Linked DNA regions of Rattus norvegicus: region 1 is linked to region 2. A link is a contact called in public Hi-C data. All regions are on one chromosome and are shown on one strand. The core of a region is the stretch at or near the end of the contact, and the rest is flanking DNA. Distances in the headings are between cores, read along the strand shown. Region 1 overlaps Lmo7 (LIM domain 7). Region 2 overlaps Lmo7 (LIM domain 7).

Evidence for each region. A called contact is a pair of places that touch in the nucleus more often than the background predicts.
Region 1: a contact with region 2 is called in a Hi-C map of the A7r5 cell line, with 2.3 times the contacts expected there. The contact joins two enhancer-like sites. A contact is called at or near these places in 4 of 12 Hi-C or Micro-C datasets (the A7r5 cell line, Schwann cells, mammary epithelial cells and 1 more).

The regions. Positions count from the first base shown.
Region 1 is chr15:85,106,058-85,110,232 of GRCr8, reverse strand. All of the region lies in intron 4 of Lmo7 (LIM domain 7), which reads right to left. Among named protein-coding and RNA genes, the nearest start is that of Lmo7, 130 kb to the right of the region's middle. Within about 2 kb of position 2,837, at least 5 of the 93 cell types and tissues checked have an H3K27ac peak or open chromatin away from gene starts, as enhancers often do. A contact at or near this core is called in the A7r5 cell line, where this site is marked.
Region 2 is chr15:85,046,322-85,050,232 of GRCr8, reverse strand. Lmo7 (LIM domain 7) reads right to left here. Exons shown (of 31, transcript NM_001001515.2): 2 at 1,685-1,755. Among named protein-coding and RNA genes, the nearest start is that of Lmo7, 67 kb to the right of the region's middle. Within about 2 kb of position 1,637, at least 11 of the 93 cell types and tissues checked have an H3K27ac peak or open chromatin away from gene starts, as enhancers often do. A contact at or near this core is called in the A7r5 cell line, where this site is marked.

The DNA.
Region 1 (4,175 bases), core at 1,588-4,087, 59 kb before region 2:
TGCTTTCCCTATGGGAAACTTAAACAAACCTCTACTCATTCGATTCCACCAAAGTTCAACTTAACCAATGACTTCCTTACAGAACACAGATCGGGTTTCTTTTAGGAGTGTGGCTTACTCCAAATGCCGTACTCCCTCCATTTCATACCAACACTGATAGTGACTTCCCCAACACAGTCGACCTGAGACCGTGAGGCTGTTAGGACAGAATTATAGGAAGGAGAGGCAGAAGAGAATCTCAAGTGAGCATCCAACGACCCTCCCAAAACCTTCTGTGGAAACATCAACAATCAACATGCTTGGGGGTCTCTCAAGTGGTCTCAGCGTTCCTAATAAAGACAATGGCTGTCCTGCTCCAGATAGAGTTCTATAGCACTGTCTTACATTGTCAATACTTAAACCCAAATTTACCTGACCTAAACTCTTCTTCACAGCATACAGAATCAGTGGAAAGCAGAGACATCTATCTACTCCTCACTCTCCATCCATACCCTCATCTACGGCCAACCAGGCCAGCAGCAGCATCTATATTTATTTCAGAGAAATTCAACTCAAACTATATATTGCTACTACATTTTCACATAAAACTATTTCACATAGAGTAAGAGAAGGTTTTTTTTTAATTGAAGACAGTATTTTTCTCAAAGCAAATTGTGTGTATACTTTCAAATTTTTATATATAATTTTAAATATACATAAAATTAATAAATTAATGTCATATACACTATATATAATTGATTATATATATAGTTGAAAACAATGAGAAATGTGTCATTTATAAAGATATTTTTAAATTTCCCAAATCTAGCCTGTGTGAGAGATAGAAATAACTACCTGTCCAAGAAAAAAAATGCCTTAATATTTTCTTTAGATTTATTACCTTGTTTCTCTTGTTTATAATTTCTATAAGGCAATTTTCTTTGAATTTCTACAGAATTGTGTAAATACATAGCACCTTTCACTCTGCATGTGTGCATGTGTACATGTGTGCACATGTGCAAACATAATCCTTCTATTTCCCGTTTGTGCTTTCTTCTAATGATAGGAACTTCAGAATATTCTGAGAGTATTACCAAGTAAGTGTCCTATGTACGCCACTAAAAATGAGTAAACTTGGGGTTGGGGATTTAGCTCAGTGGTAGAGTGCTTGCCTAGCAAGTGCAAGGCCCTGGGTTCGGTCCCCAGCTCCGGAAAAAAAAAAATGAGTAAACTTGCTTTATTTTAATACCCTAACTGGCTTTCAAATTCAGGTTTACTATAACCCTGCTTGTCTATCAGCTTTCAAATTCAATAGACACCGTTAGATGCCTTTTAAATTGACTTAACGCTTTCTGCAGTAAAGTTCCATTTCCTCGACTAATTTACTTTTGTGGTTTGGCTTTAGGGGCTGTTGTTTGGTTTGTCTTTGAGATGAGTTTTATGCATTAACAACTCCAGCAGCTACGGGGATTGCAGGTATGAGCTGCCAATTCTCATTTTATTGATGAGTAATTTTTCAAACCCTTCCCAGGATAATGAGTGAAATGATTTCCCAGCCCTCTGGCTCCCATTCACCGTGTCTGATCCCAACCCAATTCTACTAGTCCTTCCCAGGAACCGTTCTGCATTATACCTTACAGACTCGCCATTGTTAGCCCTGGACAAGCTTTAGAACCTAAGTGGCTAGGCCACCTAATTCCCAAGAATCTTCATTTTTCCACTTGGGCTGCCCTAGTAAGGGACCTCCACAGCAGCCTCAGAGTCAAAAAGCAGGACCCAAGACAAACAACAATTCCCCATCACAGAAGCTCGTGGATTCTAGTTACTCAAGAGCACATGATCATGACCACCATGTTCTTCCACAGATGCCGATATGGCGTCTGCCTATACTACCTCCCCCAACCCCAAGAACCTCTCTAAAGCAATCCTCTCTGGGATTAGAGGTCTAGTACCTCAGTCTGATGAGTCATCTGGAGGATTTTGATGCAAGCTAAAAGACCAAAGCACTGAAGGCTGGGCTGACAAGATGGCTCAGTGGCTACAAAAGCCTCATGCTATTCTGAGACGAGTCTTAAATGTAAAAATGGAAGAGGCGGCTCTTCTCCATAAGCTGTCTACCTTCTGACCTTCCATAACGAGTGTGATGGTAGGCCCACACACATACGTCATACGCACACATAGTAATGAGAATTGTAAAATATTGAAAGCCGCTGCCCTTGAAACACAGCCAATTAAAGCGCCACCTGAGCTCAAATGATAGCTTCGGCAAATTTGGCTATCTTTGTGAAAAAGGAAATTAAAGCAAAACATAATTCATCTAGCCTTACCCAACTTGAGTTTTAAAAGTAAACAATCAAAGGCACAAAGAACCTCAAAGTTAGTGCAGGGCCTGGAGTTACTGCCAAGGATTTTCAAGTGTTGACTAAGAAATAAAAGAACACTCAATGCAGTTCGCTGTGCTTGGGCATGCTTTAGAAAGCATTGCAGAGCTGGCTCTCAGGGTGCTCGGGACAGGGATCTGAGAGTCAGGGAAGGTCACTGAATTGGTTATCTAACACTCCAGAAGCAGCAACACCCCATGGTTTCCAGGGGAGAACACCTAAGCCAAAACAGGAGGAAGAGGAAGAAGAGGAGGAGGAGGAGGAAGAAGAGGAGGAGGAGGAGGAGGAGGAGGAGGAGGAGGAGGAGGAGGAGGAGGAGGAGGAGGAGGAGGGAAAAAAAGCATATCTTCAGTCACACAGAACAAAACATTTCAAGCAGTGCCAAGGAAATTTCCTCTAAGAGACTTCTGAGAGGGCGGCCCACGCCAGCTTTAACGGTGCTTGCTCCTCAGAAGGATAAAGCATTGCTGTCACATGCATGGACTTCCTCATCCCTTGCATTCCTATGCTATGTCCCTGAAGACCAGGGAGAGGAGCCTAGGCTTAACTCTTATGTTACCTAAACTTCATTTAGCAGACTGTGAACTAAATGTCAGAAAAAAAAAATATATCTAATGGGATGAAGAGTAGGCACAAACTGCACCTCACTGGAAACCCACACAATCACAATATCTATACGGTTTGCATAAACACAAATACTTACAAATGGAGGCAGAAGGCACCAGAGAGAAAGGAAAACCAACTTTTTAAAAAATATATATGAAATACAGATAAAGATTGTGGTTGCACATAAAATTAAGTTGCCATTGTGGAAGGGCAGATATGTCCTTTATATTTTAAAAAAGTATGTATTTTTCCTTAAAGGTAAGCAAGATGTAAGAGATTCGAGGCTATAGGTTCAAATCCCGGCATACCCTCCCCCCCAAAGGAGAGAAAAGTCAACTTTAAAAAGTTACAAATTGGGGTTGGGGATTTAGCTCAGTGGTAGAGTGCTTGCCTAGCAAGCGCAAGGCCCTGGGTTCGATCCCCAGCTCCGAAAAAAAAGAAAAAAAAAGTTACAAATTAACATAAATTTAGGGACTAGAGAAATGGCTCTGAGGGTAGGAGAGCAGGTTCCCTAGAGGACCCAAGTGTAGTTGCCAGATCTCACATCAGGTAGCTAATGGTCACCTGTAACTATAGCTTCAGGGGATCTGATACCCATTCTAGAGTCCACGGGCACTACACTCGCTCCATGCAGAAACCTACACAAGACACATATGTACACAAAAATTGAAAATAAAAGTTATTTCTACATTGTTTTCGGTTACAGTGAGTAATGGTCACTGATAGCAGAAAACTAATAAGTAATTAATCATTAAGTCGTTCTCTAACAGTGATTCTAATATATATAATTGTTTAAGTAAGCTTTCAGGGTAGATAGAATGATCACTCAAAACCTAAGAGCACTTGATGCTCTTACAGAGGACCAGGGTTCAGTTCCTGGTGCCCAAATGGTGGCTCGCAACTATCAATAACTAATCCTGGAGGACCTAATACCTTTGTCTCGCCTTCACAAGAATCAGGCATACACACACAGTACAAACATATATGCAGACAAAATCATACACAGAAAATAAAAATAAATCTTTTAACTTTCAAATAACGTAATCCCAAATTTCTACGTAATCTGCCAACAGAGCATAAGAAAAGCACTTAACTTTAGATTGTGAGATTACGTCAGAGTGGGTAGGAAGTATTACAATGATGTCCTTATACCAGTGTGACAAGATACTCCTACACATGAAGTAGTGGTACATCTAACTTGACGCTCAT
Region 2 (3,911 bases), core at 388-2,887:
TCCACGTTTCTGCACAATGCCATCTAGTTCTTCCGAAAGACTTCGGCTTAGCATGCACAGTGGGTGCTTTCCTGTCAACCCTTACGGGAGCCAGTCTCAGAGCCAAGGCTGTTTTGGGTCACATGCTTATAGGTATTTTCTCTCCTCCATCCTTTGACCACATAAGAAAACACTTAAATCACACCATTTTTAAAACAAGAGAATTTCTTCTCTGCCAACCCCTTGAGCAGACCAATTAAGTGAGTTTAAATATTACTCCACAAGAATCCGTGAGCACACAGCAGAGTGAGGAGGAGAAACATCCTCTCAACTTCAACTGTGGCCCTGAGGGTGCTTCCTGGGTGAAACCGCAGAAAGTTGGCATTTCTGTAAAGCGCAACTGGTGTGATTCCAGTAATGCCATATGCAATGAATTAAGAAATTAATAACATTCTCAGGTTGGGGATTTAGCCCAGTGGTAGAGTGCTTGCCTAGCAAGCCTAAGGCCCTGGGTTCGGTCCTCAGCTCCGGAAAAAAAACAAAAAAACAAAAAAAAAGAAATTAATAACATTCTCAAACGAAGGAGTTTGGACAACTAGCATCACACTGGTTTCCATGGCCATCTTCCTAACAGCTTGTACCTGTACCAAGTTCCAGAGCTTATACAAAACCTAAACCATCTTTAAGCCCAGCAGCTCCATGAACCAGGCGCATCGAAGGCCTCGATGAGGAAAGTCAGGCTCAAGCATTAAAAATCACTTGTAAATGTAAATAAAAGTCGAGTCACGTGTGCAAATGTCCAAAACGGAAAAGTCGTCTAACGCCTTCACTTGGAATCTTTACTGCAAACAGCACCCTTCCAAGGGAGAAGACTCACAATCATGTCAGCAGCCCGTAGGCCAGCCTGATGGTAGTACTGGTTACAAGGACCCTGCCCCCAAAAGAAAGAAAACATCTGGGTTCCAGAAGTCCACTCCCAGAGTTTACATGCAGACAGATTCCGTAAATATCTGCATGATAAGAGTCTAGATTGGAATTATCAAGTGCTTTCAAAAAATGTGGGTGGGTACTCGAGTCCATTCTTACAGTTTATTTGCTCACTTCTGCAGCTCAGACTTTTTCAAATTTTTGGGATTCAAATTTTCCCCTCCCAGGCTTGCTCTTACCCACAAAGGTCACCTATCTGGTTAACCGGACTCTGCAGCCACTGGAGACCCAAGTACTGCACAATGCCAACAGTGTGAACCCTAGACCATCAATCAGGGCACCAGCCTGCTTAGCGTCTGGAATACACAGTCTGGAATGCTGCTCACAACGGTATCCATTAACTGAGTAGTCAGTGACTCAAATTGACTCAGGCAATGCAAACCTCTACTTAATCCTCAAAGAAGAATTCGCTACTCTGACCATCCCGTATTACGGATGAGAAGGGTCTTTTATAATGAGGCAACTATATACCAAGTAAGTTATAATCAAATATAATGAGCTTCTTCTTCAACGATCTACCCACAAAACAATAACAGACTCTTGCTTAATTTACTAATTAAAAATAATATATATTACTGACACTATCTTTAGATATGTAAACCGATAGTCCCTTCCTTACTGGCTCATACCATAGAGGTGTCAGCTTGCAGGGATCAACTCTCTCTCTGGACCGAGGACACCAACCCGTGACTCTAGGGAGCATGCCTGAAATACTTACTCACACAACAGAACACCATTTTCCAGAGAGGCTCGAAAATCCCTTGTTTCAAAATTCTTCTCAGTTACAGCCTGAAAGACAGATTTGGGTTTTAATTAACTAGAGCTCAGAAAAAGGCAAATTTTTAATTTTATTAGCTAATAGGCATTTAACCTTCAACCTGAATGATTTGCACGTAGCACCAAAAGCCATTCTTCGTGGGAAATTGTGTGCTGGTCTGTGTTACAACTTTCTGCTATGAACAAACACACAGAAACAGCAAATGTTTCCTGAAGTATAACCATTTCATTGGATGGTGAACAAAAGTTACAGAGGCTATGAATTTAAAAAAAAAAAAAAAAAAAAGCAAGAGTATACAGGACGGCTTGGAGGGAGAAGGGGGAATGTAATTATATCATAATCTCCAAAAAGAAAGACTTTTAAAAGACTAAACCAAATGTCCAGTGTATTAAAAAGAAAGAAACTATAGATGATCCACTAAGAGTAAATATACACAATTATAGTATAAACTTGAAATAGCATTTACAATATGTACATCACTGATTTCAATTCTATCTTTAATTTCCTCATTTCATTACAAAGCTAAATACCAGCTACCTGCCCCCCACCCCCACCCCAGGCAAGTGTCCAGCAGCTGGCAGCCTGAATCCTTGTCCTACCTGCCATTCTAGGGAAAAATACATTTTGAATTTAAAGGTCATGAATCTTGCATCCCAGGTCAGCTAAGGGGATCGGGCACAAGATGGAGGAACCTTCACCATACTCCTCCACCTAACACTGTCACTGCTGCCTTCTTAATTCTGAGCTGTTAGGTGACAAAATCACAGCCACCTTTCTACTCAAAGTTAGCAGAGCAGAGCACGGTAGTGTGGGTCTTTACTCCAGGGGCTTGGGGGGCGGGGAGATTGACTCCATTTCTTATAAGTTGGTTTTATAAGAGTCTGGCCAGGCTGTGATATCCTCAAACCCAGGAGAGGGTCCTCCCCATCTAGAGCAATCACCTGTAGTAGAACCAGGCAGCTGCACGGAAGCTTGGTGTATCTGTTTCTGCTGGGAACACTGGGCTAAAGATTAACAATAAAAAACAAATAGCTCTTCCCTCAGCCACATAAGTAAGGACATAAAAAGCACAGCATTCTGCTTAGACAGAACAATGTACTCTTTTGAGAATTATTTTGAGTGGCCCACCCAAGGATTAGCTCAGATAACCTGTGCAACCCATTCCAGAATCCTGCACTCTTTGCCATCAGAAACAAACTCAAAGTGAGGGTGGACACACATAAGGAAAACACAACAGCTCATTCCTCAGGAATCTCCGATCCATAGTCAAAAAGCAAGGCCCAGAAAGGCCTACCACAGTCAGAATCGCCATCTCTAGTGAGAGCAAATCTCTCAGCAGAAGCACCAGCATAGGGCGGCCATGACACTCTCAAGCCAATCTAGATGGGAAGTGGTGACCTTGAAGAAAGAAAGGCTGTGAGCTGCCAATACACGGAGAGCAATGGAGAGCGACAGTCACCACAGTGCAGGCCAGGCCAGAGAGCAGTGCCCCAAGAGAGGAGGGAAGGGACTCAACTCACACATAGCTAAACTCAACCCTACTTCCACTACCTAAGAGCTATGTGACCTTAGACATGTGAAACCACCTCCCACCCAGCTCTGCTCATCTACAACAAGAAAACCAATGGACCACTCACGTGAAAAGGCTGATGTTTTACAGTATGGAGTGACAGTAGCCAAAGAGTGCACACCTCGTCCGTGACATGATTCGATCCTGCATTTACCACTTGTCGGTACTCCAATAACTTAAGACCTAGGACTGAATTATGCCTAGAATGCTATTTGATAAAGTTGAGATACTGGAATAGAGCTACTCAGAAACTCCACCTACCCAGAAGAGCTTATTTTAAAAGATTATCAAAATGGAGCTAGAGAATTAGCTCAGTGGTTAAGGTTCACTAGTTGCTCTTCCTGAGGAATCGGGTTCGAATCCTACTACCCACTCGAAACCATTCTTCTAGCCTCTTCAGGCACTGCATGCACATAATTTCTTTTTAATGAACATAAATATTACAGAAAGGTAGAATTCTAATATGATTTCAGGCCCTTTTCCTGTGTCAAAATACTAATACTAATGTACTCATTCTTCTCTAAATTCGAGCAGTGATAAAACCCTACTTATATTACACTTACAAAATTTACCCTTGGCCATATGACCATGATGAAA